Regions from separate parts of the Mus musculus genome. Here region 2 is linked to region 1. The links are chromatin contacts, called in public HiChIP or PLAC-seq maps. All regions are on one chromosome and are shown on one strand. Each heading gives the region's core, a stretch centred on a gene start, on an enhancer-like site or on the middle of the called end of the contact. The rest is flanking DNA. Distances are from core to core; before and after follow the strand shown.

Region 1 (7,368 bases), core at 3,304-5,803:
CACAAGCAGGAGCAGGGGTGCCCGTCTGTACCCTGGGTTCAGTGCTCTTTCCCACTCTGTAATATTACCCCAGTCTCTTGGGCTGAAGCAGCTGCGCCATAAAGAAATGTCACCTCAGTTCTGACGACATGATGTGTTATGTAACTGGTGCTGCAGAGTAGGCAAGGGGAAGAGGCCTTGAGCAGAGCGTGAACCACTGTCCCTCATCTATGGTTCAGAGGTCAGCCAAGTCCATACTTCCAAGAGAACTGCATAGGGGAAATAAACACCCGCTAATCAATCAAAGGAATAAAAACGGAACTAACCTTTGTATAATGATTTTTATGTTCCTGGCACAGTTATAAGTCTTTCCTATGTTAACTCATTTCATTCTTGCGCCAACTTTGAATAGTTGCTTTGATTGTCAGCCCTGTCTCATAGGCAAGAGGTAACACACACATCTACACAATAGAATCTAGACTTGACATGTTTTAAGGTCAGCAGCCTGGCTGCAGAGTAATGTTCTCAACATCTCTCCACTCCAGAGAAGCATGCCAACTGGTTTCACTAAGTGAGAAGCCATCTGTTTGCCCAGGCCAGTCAGGTTACCACTGTTTCTCCTCTTGCCCCATGTACAAACTGCTGATTGTTCAACAATGTCCTTTCCACCAGGGCTAGGTGGCATAATGAGAAAAATGTGATAAAATACAAATGGGATATAAGTTTAAACCAATTCCTACAATATAGTCAATCTGAGCATGTTAAGACCTTCTGTAATGCAATCAACAAACATGCACCTGATTTTAAGCCCATGCAGTTTTGTGCATGAGCACACATACATATATGCTTTTTTTTTCTTCAGAATTAAAAGTTGTTCTTTTCTAGTGTCAGCTTTGGAGGGTAACCCTGCCCAAATGATTTTCAGCATGAAACCATATCCTATCGCAGGCTTGCTGGTTGCCTTTCAGATTAAGATGGATTCCAGAGGTTCTCAACCTGTGGGCTTCAACCCCTTTGGTAATCCTCTATTTCTAAAAATGTTTATATTATGATTCATGACAGTAGTAAAATTACACTTATCAAGTAGCAATGAAAATAACTGTAGAGCTGGTGGGGGGGAGGGTCACCTCAACATGAGGACCTGTATTATAGGGTCACAGCATTAGGAAGGTTGAGAAGCCCTGGTCTAACTGAACACAGGCTGGCATACAGGGAAATCAAGTGCCCACACCCACATTAATGCATTCACATAAGTACATGTCAGGAAAGTAGGCCCTACTCTGCTCAGATCTCCAGAGTTAACTGACGTAGTGTAGGATAAGCAGCTGAAAACAACCAGTGATATCGGCCTAACTCTAACAGACATGGCCTCCTAAGATGCACAAGAGAATCTTGGCACCCCAGGCATCAAAAGAAGCAAGCCAGTTCCTGAGCACGGAACCGGCTTCCCAAACATGGGGGAAGAAATGCTGGATTCCTATTCAGCCTTCTCAGTCTGCATAAAAGCTTCACCTACTTAATCCAATGACCACAGACCTTTCCACAAGTACACAGGTTCCATCTCAGAATCCACTGAGGTTCAAGAATTGCACAGCCAATTTTTGATGAGATCTGGTGGATTGCTGGCTGTCCTCCTGGTACTCACACCTCAGTGAACAGCAAGAAGGGAGAGAGCACCATCCGTCATCGAGGGAGGATTCCTCTGCTGCTACTGGGTCTGACACTCTGTTCGCACTCACACTGTCTCCGGTGAGCAAGGTACATCTACTTGAATAAATGTGGAGACAGAAGTGGGGAGGGAGGGCAGCCGACAAAGTGACTACAGAAACAGCAAGCCCACCATCTTGAAGAGCAGCTCTCAGTGGGCTGCTACTGTCACCGAGAGATCTTTGGACAAGGGTAGGAAATGCCCTTTCAGATGGCTCTATTTGCACAAAGTAATGGTTGCAAGTTGTCACCTCCCCCCTCTGTTAATGCCTGTCACTCACTAGATGCTGAAAGCACCACAGGCCTGAAGCCAAACAAATGGTCTTGACACCCAGTTATAAAGTCAAGGTCGGCTGGGAGGAAGCCACCATCATTTTGGCAGACAATGACCTTTCAAAACCGCCACCTTCCCTGACAGAGTGGTATGCTAAAGCCTCAGTTGTAAGGGCTGGGATGTTTGTATGAACAGCGATATCTTCAATAGGCAAATCCTTAAATTTCTTAAAAAATTGCACTCCAGAAATGAATGTTCCATTTCATTCTGCCTATACAGGTATAGACTTCTAGGTAGCAAGCCAAGCCTTTTTGCAAACTTTAACCTCTACTTACTGAAAAACAAAACAAAAACCTAATGCTCTAGAGAATGTGGGGTAAATACCCCAGCAAACATTGCACCTCGAGTCAAGGCAAATTATAATGTTCAGAGCAACTCCAGCGGTCATTTTACAGTGCCACGTCCAAGCATCTGTCACCCAGTGTTCAGAACTGGGAGGTCAGTTAAAGTGACACTATTGATTCTATGCATCATAAAATATAATTCTAAGACATTTCTTTGCAAGGGTTCAAAAATCCAATAAAACTTATACTCGCCTTAAAATTTTTATTAGTCTGTGTAAAAGCATCCCTAATTACTGAAACAATGATGAGGGTATATCCCACGTGAGGTCACAGGCCCCAAACACAAGCAAAGTGCCACGCAGAGGAAAGGAGCCACCCCTACTCATAGGACGTGTGAAGCTGCACTTGCACTACTTCAATCACCACCGTTCGTGTCTTGGAACTTAAATGTTGTATATTGCATGACAGAGACCTTCCAGACACTAATCCACAAATGCACACGAGAGAGAGAGAGAGAGAGAGAGAGAGAGAGAGAGAGAGAGAGAGAGAGAGAGAGAGAGAATATGAAGGTAAAGGCGGTGCCAGCAAGATAGCTCAGAGGATAAAGGCACTTTGTCACAAGGCTGGCAATTTGAGTTTGATCTCCGAACCCATGCAAAGGTAGAAGGAAGAACAGACTCCATGGAGTTGTCCTTTACACACACACACACACACACACACCCCAAAAGATTTTAAACACTTGAGAATTAGGCTTCTGAAAATTGATGCAAACTCCCCCTTATTGCATTGTGCAGAAAAATTCCAAAGGTTTGAGTGTGTAACGGCCCTGGGCTGATGAGGGTAATAACGCCCTGTTCTAGGCAGTGTCTCTGCCTGCCAGTCCCTAACGGCTTCACTAGCTGCTACAGGCATATTCTGATTCCTCCTCATAAGCAGCACCGCAACCTGGACGAGGACACAAGCCGACTGAAGCAGCTCCTTGCCTTCTGAAAACGCTGATGACAAAGGATCTGATAACATTCGGATAGCAATATTCCTCCTCTCAACCCAAAGGAAGGGGCTGTGCTACTAGGCCCAATCCCTGGCTCCTCACAGGGTGTCACCAACGGCAGACTCTCTAACCATCTAATTTCATCTGCCTAGGTGAAACAACACAGCATCTGAATTAACTTACACATATGGCCTGACGGGCTCGTCACCAATCATATTGCACAGGGAAACAGGAAATTGCTTTCTGCAAATGCTACCGAGGCTTTCTGGGCTGGCCCCACCCAGAAAGTACAATCTTCCCCGGCTACAAATGACTCTCACTCAAGTGGTGATCTCAAAACCCATCTCTGGAAGTGAGGACTCCAAAGAATCTGTCACCGGGATACAGTGACACCAACCTCACATTTTGTGGTTAATAAAACAAGTCCTGCATTCGGCTTGGCACAAGTCCCTGATCTGATTTATTTCAGGCTCAGCTCATAGGAAAAACTGCCATTCATGAATGCTTCAGGAGGGCAGGTCAGCTGGGTTTTTTGTGGCACAACTGGCGTGCTCACACCCATTTCTGGTGGACATTCTGATCAAACCTAGCCGATTTCCTAAAGAGATCTGGCACGTTTTGTTCTTAAAGGGAAACAAACAAACAAAAAAAAAATCAATTACAAAAAAAAAATCTCAGTTTTGACAGGCAGTTTTCACAGAAAAGGTGTTTGTGGGAATAGAGAAAGGAAGAAATGCAGGAAAAGAGAAAAATGTTCTGATTTCCGATTAAATAGAATCAAACATCGGACACTTCACCCCATCTTCCTCAGTGCAACCCAATATAAGTCAGACGCACAGGACTTTCCTCAGAATGTCTCCTCAGTCTTCCTTTAAGATTTCGTGCCCCAGGACTTAATCAGGAATTTCCATTCTAAAGTGGCACACGGATCTCCTCAGAGAGCTAAGCTTTCTTTGAATAAAAAAGGCAAGTTGCCCTTTTGGGGACTCGATACGTATTTTTAAACCTCTTATTAAATCAACCTAATTTATGAGGCATGTTCAGGAAGAGCAGGTAGCAAGCTGCTTTGGTGGATGCAAAGTTTCTTTGCCATCCCCTCCCACACCCCCAATTCCACCTCCTTTGCCCTCCTCCTGCCGAGGGTTTCCGAATGTCTTCGGGGCCTTTCCGAAGCCGCCGAAGCCGCTCGGCCCTCTCCGCTTGGACCCCGACTGTGCTCCGAACACTGTCGAGATCCTCCGAGCCCCGCTCCCAGGTCAGGCCGAGCGGAGCCGAACACCGCCGAGCCAAGCTCAGCCCCATCGACTTTTCCAGCCTCGGCTGGGCGCTGTCCACCACTTACAACGCCTGAAACCTCACCCTGGCTCAGGAGGCCGAGGCTTCTACCGGACTCCCGGCCTGCCACAGTGGATTACAGACTTGTGAAGTTTCGAAACCTGCCCCTAAGGAGAAAGAGGTGGCGCGGTTTGCATTTCCCGACACGCGAGGGCTCCAGGCAGATGCAACATGCACCTTGTTGCAAAGAGCAATTCCCCAGGCCCCGCCTCCCCATCCATTTGGACTGCACAAGCCCCAGAGAAACCCCAGGCCAAATTACTGGTGGCTCAGAAGGGTGAGGCTAGCCGAAGGGGCCTGTGAGAAGAAAGCCCCCGGGAGCTCTCGAACGCAAATAAGAACATGCCAAGCAGATGGGAGAAACTGTCTCCTAGTCGCTGCTCCCTACCATCATGGCGCCGCCTGGAACTCGCTTGTCATGCCTGTTACACATGCAAGAATTTTTGCTTCTTGGTTTTGAAACCACAAGCACGATTTGTCTCCCACCCACCTTCCCTCGAAAGGGGCTTTTATTTTCCATTGTTTTCCTACGGGATGCAATTACTTCGGCTATTCTGTCAAGTTGAAAAATAATCATTTTTGTTTACAGCACAGCAACCTCTAATTAGGAGCTGTGTGTGCACGAAGGTGTCACAGCAAAGCGACATGGAATCCTCGCTAAACGGTCCTAACGAACTCCTCCGTCCCGAACTGACAGGCCAACGGAAACAGGGCCAGGAGGCCCGGAAGGCACGCACCCGTTCCCTGCCGGCCACCCCTCCCCAGGCAGAGCTGCCTGGAGGCTCACCGGGAACCGTGGAGTGGATGGGGCAAGAAGCAAGCCAGAGAGGAGGAAGGACGGGCGAGGCTCCTAAGTGGGGAAATGTGGAAAGGAAGGAATATCCCATTTTGTTTTAATTTTCAACCATCACTCAAATCCACCCCCAGTTAATTAGGAGGGGAAACTGATATCTAAGGCAGAAAGGGGGCGGTGGCAAGTAGGGCCTGAAATCCGCATTGAAGGTAGAATACAGAGTGTAAATACAACGATAAAGGCTACACAGTGACTGGAACCTGCGGGTGTCAGAAGAGCAAAGGCTGGAGGGCCAGGGAGGAGAGGGGCTGGAGGGCAGATGAAACTGGCTTTTAGCCCCACAGACCCTCCCACCTCTGCCTTGGATAAGGCTGTGTCTGTCACATCCGCTTGGAAACCCATCCTTTCTCCCCAGTGCACGCCCCCTCCCCTAACCCTTGCTCGCTTTGGGGGGGGGGGTCGTCTAAGCCACAGCCACCAGGAATTCAGCACCAAACTCGTGAACAGCAAACACTTGATCCTCCACCCCAATCTGCTAGGGCTGGGTCCCCTCCATGTTTTAGTCAAGTTCAAAATCACTGCCTCAAGAGAAGCAGGGGGAAGTGGGATTCGAGGGGTGGGGTGGAGGAGGAGGGGAAAGAAGATGAGGCAGAGACAGAAATGGAGGCAGTGAAACACGAAATACTCCACGAGCAAGAGTTATGATCATAAGCACGCCAATAGTGTGATGTTCTGATCAATATGGCGGACACTGTCATTCATACAACTAGAGGCGCTCTCATTCCCTCCCCGCAAACACCGACCCCAGGAGTTGGGGTGGGGGACCCAGAACCAACGTAGGGAGTGGGGGAGGGGAGGCAACCTCGGGTTTCTTCTGTGTGTGCGCGAATTAAAAACCAGGCCTGGAGAGCAAATATGGGTGAGCAAGATAATAAAAACGATATAAATTATTCTTAATAAAAGTACAAATCCCAATGACACAGGGACTTACTTCATCTGCTTCACAATGGTGCTTTTTCCTGATTCTCCAGCCCCTGTTGGGACACACAGAGGGGGGGAAACTGGTGAGTGTCAGCTCATGGAAATGGGAAGGGGGCTTCAAGGCATGCACAGGGTGGGCGCTCCTGGGCACAAGGTGTTGCCAACTCAGGGACCAGATTTCCCAGGGCGCAAGTCGGGTTGGGAACTGTGGCGGGGGTCGAGGGGCGGGGGTGGCTACCCAGGTCCTTACCCAGCAGGAGTAATTTCACGTCTTTGGCGGCGCTGATGCCATCTTCTTTGAGGTTTTTCTCAATCGCCTTGCTCCGCTCGAGGGCGGCTCTCTCCTCTGCGCTCAGCGTACATCCCATGGTGGCCCCTTCCCTGCCACAGCCCGCACGACTAGGCTGGCACGACTCCCCGGGTCGGCGCGCCCCCCACCCCCCCACAGAGCAGAGCCTGGGCTCAAAGGGGAGAAAATCACGATATCCTCTCCTTGGCTGGGAACAAAATTGTCGAAAGACCAGAATCCCCCCAAAAGGACAGCCTCTATTAAGATTCCAGCGGCGAAGATTAGCGGCGGCTGGCTGGGGTCTGGGGGTGTCGAGGTGAGGGTAGCCGGGGTCTGGGGCTCCGGAGCCGAGAGAGGAGGCGCCCGCGGGCCCGGGAGGCGCGGGTTGCAGGCACCGAGGCTAGTGCACGACCCAAAATAAATAAAATAGGAGTCGAGGCTGGATCCGCAGCCGGAGCCGGCGGAGGGTGGGGTGGGGGGCAGGGTGGGTCCTTCTGCCGCGGCTGCCGGAGGCGGAGGAGGAGGAGGCGGAGGCGGAGAAGGTGGAGGCGGCGGTGGCGCGGGGTGTGGAGGGAGTGAGTTAGGGGGTGCCGCTAGTGCATGTGCATCGCCGCTCCTCGGCCGTCGATGCGTCCGCGGCGCCTTCTCCGACCCCCGCGCGCGGGGCAGGGCTGG
Region 2 (7,368 bases), core at 1,268-3,767, 55 kb before region 1:
AACAAGAGCAGAAACTCAACCACAGCTGTGGAAGAGATAACGTCATGGCAGAACAGTGTGTCCAACCCTCTGTGGCCGCAGACCTGAGAATCTGATGATCCTGTTGCCAAACATAACCTCCAAAACTGACTCAGCTCGAGGAATGTCTGAACAGACATGTCACCAAGAAAGAGCGGCCAGAGTGACCAGAAAATAAATAGATGTGTGTGTGTGTGTGTGTGTGTGTGTGTGTGTGTGTGTGTGTGTGTGTGTGTGTGTGTGTACAATAATATTATTTCAAAACTTAGATTTTTCAAAACTATCAAAATAAGCTAGGCAGGAAAGTTCATGTTTGTGATCCTAACACTTGGGAAGCTGAGATACGAGGATTGCTGTGAGCTCAAGGCTAGCTTAATAAAACTAAGATACTTACCATAATTTTGAGAATTTTCTTGTGAGAGGGGTAAATGATTCATTGTTGAGTAGTTACTTTAACTCCAGCCCCCTGTAAATTGTTTTATTGATTACAATGGTCTTTTGATTTAAACAATAGTGTCTTACGTTTCCTGAACTGCCAACCTGAACTGCCAACTTTAAGGTTATTTTATCTCTTACTTTGCACACAGAGAGACAGACCTTCTCTAAAAAGTCACAAAAGTAAAATCAAAACAAAACAAAACAAAACAAACAAACAAACAAATAAGATGTAGAGGCTGGAGAGCTGGGTCAGCAGCTATGAGTATTTGTTGTTCTTACAAAGGATGCAAGTTTGACTCCTGGCACTCATGTGGTGGCTCACTATTGCCTGTAACTCCAGTCCCAGGGGATCCAAAGCCTTCTTTTGGCCCCTGTGGGTCCTTAACACACATGGTACACATACATGAATGCAGGCAAAACCAAAATAATAAACAATTAAACTGAATCTAGTCAAAAATCAAAGGGAAAAAAATAATGTTGCGATTGACTGTCACTCTGGGATCATAGCGTGTTTATCAATATCATCCATGACAATCACCATGGGGTGCAGGGTGCAGGGCACGGAGTTCAGGGTCACAGCAATGGAGCAAAGCTAGTACTTCTTGGCAATGGTATTGAGGCAGGTAAAGAAGGACTGGATTTAATGCTGGTGCACACTCCAGGAATGAATGAAGGCACTCCAGGAATGAATAAAGGCACTCCATGAGGTCCCACTAATATGCACAGTTAATAATGCATGTTACATTTTTAAAAAGAAAAATTCTGACCATTTCTAAGTAAAAGCCAGACATGGAAACTATCTACTTATCCAGAATAAAAGCTAGCAACATTCAACAACTATGTTGTGAACAGTAATGGTCGTCACTATTGTTACTTATTATGATCTTAAAACTAACAAGAAAAGTAGGAAAATGGCACCAAATGTTGCAAAAATAATCTTAGTAAGGTGCTATTATTTAGTAATAATCTGACAAGGGGCTGGATCCAATATGAACACTCAAAAAGTGGAATAGTTTTATCTACTAGCAAGAAAAACTTAAACTATGGTAATTGCTTTAATTTAGCCATTCCACAATGTAGATATATTTTAAAATAACTTCTGTGTGATAAATACTATATAAATTTCTCAGTTAGAAATTAACTTTGGGCCATGGAGATGAAGAAATTTTAAAAATCTGAAGACACGGCTGGGTATGGTAGCATATGCCTTTAATCCCAGTACTTAGGAGGCAAAGGCAGGCGATCTGTGTCAGTCTGGTCTACATAGTGAGTTCCAGGGTAGCTATAATATATATATATATAATAACACTTTTAAAAAAAGACATGTTTGTGAAGGGAACACTTAACATTATAAAGTTTACCGTATGATGTAAATTTACTACAAGTTTTAACTGAATTTTAACAAATCTTCCTGGGGCTTGGTTTAGATTTAGAAGCTCAGAGTTGGCATCTCCCTTCCACCCCCAACATGGGGAAGAGAGAGGTTCAGGTTGGGCTCCTCTAGCTTACACTGCTACCCAGACCCTCAACTCTGCTCCCACTGGAGGACAGAGGTTTATAATCCATTAGGTATGAGCTGGGTAAGCCATGCCGATACCTTCTGCGGGGACTGAACCTGAGAGCAGCCCATCAGGACAGCACAGCTCAGAGCTGTCATGGGAGGGTAGGGCCATGAGCATGCCGCCTGCTTTCACTCACCAACGATGAAGGAGAGGAGTGGCCAATGTGTGCCCTACTGAGATATGACAATATTTTCATTTCTACAATTCACCTCTGGTTTGTTTGAAATGATTCTCCACCACTAAGTCTTGCTATACATCCTGGAGACAGAGTGGCTGTTCCCTCTTTGTCACCTCCCAGGCAATAGAGCAGAAGTTTGGAAAAATGACATCTCTTCAAGGTCGCTGGTCCTTCCAACTCAGTCTTCTGACTTCATCTCCCAAGCTTCCTCTCTACTAATCTTTGTGATAAGACAAAGTTGCAGGGCAAAGTTGGAGGAATGATGTTGGTGGTAGGTCCTGGCACAAAACCTATGGTCCTTTAGAGTCCTCTGGGAGAGCTGGCTGGAACCTGGGATAGGCAAGAGGGGGTTGGGGTTGTTCTCTGTTGGAATCTTCAGCTCGAGATGTCTGGTGCTGCTGCTATCTCCTGGGACACTCTGAGGTCAAGTGAGAGCAACTCCCTGAAAAAAACTGTTGGCAGCAGGCAAGCGCCAGCTCTGAGTATCCCCTTAGCCTGAGATCTGGCTCCAGAGCAGTGACTCTCCAGGGTGATCTAGATTCCACTTATAAGAAAGACCCCAATGAGCAGGAAGACTGGTACTCACCAAAGCAGTAGGGTGTCTCTACCCTCTGAGCGCCCAGTCAGGAAGAAATAGGTTCAGGGCATCTGTGAATCTGCTCGGGTCTTTCTGAGAAGTCTGTGGGTGATCTGCCCCAGGTCTGACAACTTGGCAAGGCTCATGAAGGGCTGGCACCCAAAGAAATATCCCCAAGATGCCATGGGATGGAGGAGGTACACAACCTGTGACCACAGCAAGGAATTATGGTGCAGGATGTCATGATCAGTGGGTGATGTGTGACATCTTTCATCCTCAAAGCAACCTAAGCTAGGCTGTGCTACATAGGATAGTGGAGGCTGACAGAGGTTGCTTTGCTCACAAGTCCACATAGGTACAAGAAGGAAGAGCTGTTCGGCTGGGAAGTTCTCTAACTGGGGCACAGATGATGTATAGCTCTCAGCTGGATTATATGGATGGTTCTGGTCCCTCTGGAAGCTGGCTAGCAATTCATTTACTGAATTCCATTGTCCTGTCTGAAAAAAGTCTTGCCCAGCCTGGCATCTGGGGGTCAGCATCAAGGACTGGAGTTAGAAGATCCTGCTTGCAGAGGCTATCCCACCCTGTGCTAAGTGCTCTACCACCAAGACTAATGACCATGAAGGACATAGCATGGCACAGACAATGCACCTCATACCTGCAGACATGTTCTCAACAAATCCTAAGCACACGGTCTGATTCCATCAACTGACAGGAAGTAGAATTCCTTCCAGTGTCCTCCGAGGGGACCTATTATGAGGGCAGGGGATGGTTTCTTAGACTTTTTATCTCTTTTCCTACTATTCCCTTTTCTGAAAGGACCAAGCCTGTTGTTTATACAAGCCTTCCAGGGGTTGGAAACAGTTGCTGGAAGCTTCTTGTTTTGTTCAAGCCCCAGAAAATGTTCTTAGAAACAACACCTGGAAATCTAGCAGGGATGGTCTGGAGTCACCTGCTCATTCAAGACGATGGCAGCCTGGCTGAGGTAGAGGTGGAGCTCAGGAGGCTGAGAAAGAAAGGCTGATGGAAGCAAGGGTGGAGGGGTTGTCTTGGTACTAGGTTGGTTCTTACATGGAGAGGCTAAATAGTTGTGTCTTCAGAGCAGACTGATTTCCGACACCTAACAGGCAAGACCACTAGCCAACAATAGTCTGAGAACCAGCAAGGTGGGCAGACAAGGTAAGGCTGGGGACTGAGAACAGATTCTCTGCAGGCAAACTCTTCTTCCTAAGGGAGGCTGTGGGGGAAATCCTGCCTGTACATGACCACCTGGGGCTCTGTACAATAAACCTTCTTCTTAGAACCCATCTCAGCGAGAAGGGAAAATATTTGCTGACTGTCTTGTAAAAGTTAATTAACTGTTATTAAAACATGCTCTTGAGCTTAATGATGCTCTTTATGTTACCATCTACAAATCGCAAGGCTTCTAACGATGGCAGCTCCCAGGATGACTCCAGCTTGACTTCATTTGTGCTGTTTACGGACTTCTTTCAAATAGTCTGGGGTCTCACAGTTAGCCATGGGTGCAGTGGACAGGAACTCTGGATTTAGGAGTCATAAGATAGACTTGCCAAGTTCTATCCAGATGACCCTCAGTTTCTTTATGTAACAAAAGACGATTCCTACTCTTTCTTTTCCAGGGATACTACGAGGGTTGGAGAGATGTCTATGCTAGCCACTGTAGCCTGTAACACATATTAAAGGGACAGTGAAACAGAATCTGAGGTATGTCTTACTCTGGGGTAGTATCTTGGCCTGGCTATTTGGAGCTTATTTGCCAGCTCCAGGTGTTTGGAGATCACTCTTCCCTAACTCTTGGTTACGCCACTAGGGTGAGACCTAAACCATCACATATGGTTGCCGCCCAGATGGGTATGGACAGTAAGTGACTCTGAAAGCAGAAAGAAGATGTATGCTGACAAGTGCAGCAAGGAGATCCACACTGGGGACTTGAGGCTGACGCTGTCGTTTCATGGTCCTGGGGACTGAGCTGTCCAAGTGTGAGGTTTACAAGGAGGAAAGCAGAGTGAAGGGAGGAGATGGCAGATTCGGATGGGTGCTCTCGGGACAAGGTTGTTAGGTGACCTGTGCTAAGTTTCTTTATCTAAGCCAATGTGGGCAGAGTTCCTGTCATTTGCAACTCAAAGGGTCTAATACAGGATCTGAATGAAAACAGGCATGACCGACAATCGGTATCAGTTTTTGGCTAGTTTTTCCAAAGCAAAGCTCTGCCTTGCTTCGCTTTTTACCCAGAGTCAGCCCACTGCATCTGGCATCAGCCACACAGAGCTACAATGACGACATCCCATTCTCCCCACAAGCGTTATTTCTATTCTAACCTGCCAAGCCACAAGTTCTTTACAAATTCCTTTCTGGAGTTGGGCTGACCTAGAAGCCCTTCAATCATCCAACGTCACTAGCAAGGTATGAGGTCACGGTTCCATCTTAAGGCTTCCATTTGCTGCCACAGTGTGGCCAACTCATCAGCCCCCAGGTTCCTATGTCTTCCATGCTTAGGTGTATCCGCTCGAGCTATCCGCCCTTCCTACAACACCTACATCCTTCTTCTCAGGGTAGCTCCTTTTCACTCCTCAAGATGGGGGCAGACACTGTTGGTGGCCAAGTCATCTACTATGTTTCTTTTCTTCTTTGCTGGTCAAGTCCTCCTTGTGATCTGGTATCAATAATGTCCTCCTGATTGGTCTGAATTCAGCATGTAACTGCATTGTCTTAACCAATAATGGCTTAGGAGGAGACATTGGACCCAAGTTTGTATAATGAGGTATAATGGTAAACTGTATCTTGTCTGAATCAAGACAGGTTAGGTCCTTTCTTAGTTAGAGTTTTACTGCTGTGAACAGACACCACGGCCAAGGCAAGTCTTATAGAGGACAACATTTAACTGGGGCTGGCTTACAGCTTCAGAGGTTCAGTCCATTATCATCAAGGTGGGAGCACGGCAGCATCCAGGTAGGTATGGTGCAGGAGGAGCTGAAGTTCTAGAGTTTCATCTGAAAGCTGCTAGCAGAATACTGACTCCCAGACAGCTAGGGTGAGGGTTTTAAGTCCATGCCCACAGTGACACACCTACTCCAACATAGCCACACCTCCTGATAGTGCCACTCCCTGGGCCAAGCATATACAAACCATTACAGGTCCTCTCGTGGCCCTGGGCTTTCATGGGCTTGGATGTTGTTAGTGTGAAGAGCTAACGTTGAGGGTGGCAAGCTGAAGATGTAGGTCACTGACAAGATTCACTGGGCAGCTTCAGGACTGCTGAATTTTCATATTTTCTGATATGTGAGTTGTAGTTCCCTGTACAGTTTATCTGAGCCATTTTGAGTTGGGTTTTCTACTCTATGCAATAGGGAGCATCTTGATAGGAAAGCTTAGTTCTGGCTTGTGCCTTCTTCCCTCTCCCTGGCTGTGCTGGTACAGGGGCTAACCCTCTTACCATAGCCCTGTCCAACCCACACTCAGTACACTTCCTGCCTGTGACAGCCAAGCTCCTACTGCTCTATGAGCAGACTTCTGAAGCTCAGGCTGGAGGTGGTGAGGCCACCTTTGGACGTCTTGGTAAAGAGCACTGTGGCAGTCTAGGATGAACTTGCGGGACACACAGCTTGCAGAGTCCAAACAAGCTCCCCACTTTGCTAAGTTCTCACCTCCCACCACATCTCAGTGAGCGTCCTCTCCATTTTATCAGCTCCTTAGCCCTTAACCTTCCACTCACCCTTGACTTCTCTCACACCCACATTGAATATGAAAGGAAATCTTGTTTTACCTTCAAAACACACTCAGAGCCTGACTGCTCTGTTGCCTCCCTGATTCTCCTTCTTAGTTCTGGGTCCCCAAGGCCTGTTCCGAGTTTGTTTTGCCAGTCCCCTAGTGATCTATCTGCTTTTACTTCCATCCCTGGACCTGTGGGAGATCAAATTCCCAGAGGCTCCCACCACACTCAGAATAAAAACTCAAATCTTTTCCACTGTCTCAAATATGGCCCAACTCCTGTTTCCCACTCCCCACTTACTATTTCCCAGCCCCACCCCTACTGTACATTAGCCACAAGATCTCTCTCTTTTCTTCCCTCCTCCCCTCCTCCCTCCTTCCTCCTCCCTTCTGCCCCTTCTTTTCCTCCTCTATGATGTCTTGAGATTTTTAGATGGGGGTACTTCTATCTTCCTCAGGATGGCCTGAAACTTGTAATCCTCCTGCTTCAGGCTTGCAGGTAGCAGAGATTATGGCTGCGTGTGTGCCAGCAACCCCAGCATGTCAGGTTATATTATTATTTTGAGATAGGGTTTCAATATATAGCTGTAGCTGACCTGGAACTCGCAGGGCTCTGCCTGCCTCTGGGTGCACTTCCTCGCTGGCTTAGCACCTGGTTTTTAAACACCTCCAAGCCACTCCCATCTCAGGGCCTTTGCCTTTGCTATTTCCTCTTCTCAGAGAACTCCCTTCATCTCTCTGCTTGCCCCAGAGACGCTCTGTTACTGCAGAGATTTTATCTCTGATCATTCTCAGCAAACCACAGCCCGTCAACCCTCGTTACACCATGGGAACTTCCCTGACAGTCCATCTCTCGTATGGTAGTG

Evidence for each region. HiChIP or PLAC-seq counts read pairs in DNA pulled down with a chosen protein or histone mark.
Region 2: a contact with region 1 is called in an H3K27ac HiChIP or PLAC-seq map of heart atrium, with 7 read pairs. The contact joins the enhancer-like site here to the promoter of 4930488L21Rik in region 1. A contact is called at or near these places in 1 of 39 promoter capture datasets (the 3T3-L1 cell line), 1 of 15 datasets of contacts at CTCF or cohesin (the NIH/3T3 cell line), 5 of 484 Hi-C or Micro-C datasets (3T3-L1-derived adipocytes, the C2C12 cell line, muscle stem cells and 2 more), 1 of 115 datasets of contacts at active chromatin or transcription factors (heart atrium) and 2 of 9 other capture datasets (adipose tissue and pancreatic islet).

Annotation. Positions count from the first base shown.
Region 1 is chr8:93,810,740-93,818,107 of GRCm38.p6, reverse strand. It overlaps 4930488L21Rik (RIKEN cDNA 4930488L21 gene), which reads left to right and starts at 4,553. Exons shown (of 1, transcript NR_026888.1): 1 at 4,553-6,414. It overlaps Gnao1 (guanine nucleotide binding protein, alpha O), which reads right to left and starts at 7,270. Exons shown (of 9, transcript NM_010308.3): 1 at 6,655-7,270; 2 at 6,415-6,457. The coding sequence starts at 6,772.
Region 2 is chr8:93,864,195-93,871,562 of GRCm38.p6, reverse strand. All of the region lies in intron 2 of Gnao1 (guanine nucleotide binding protein, alpha O), which reads right to left. Among named protein-coding and RNA genes, the nearest start is that of 4930488L21Rik, 54 kb to the right of the region's middle. Within about 2 kb of position 2,517, at least 7 of the 459 cell types and tissues checked have an H3K27ac peak or open chromatin away from gene starts, as enhancers often do. A contact at or near this core is called in heart atrium, where this site is marked.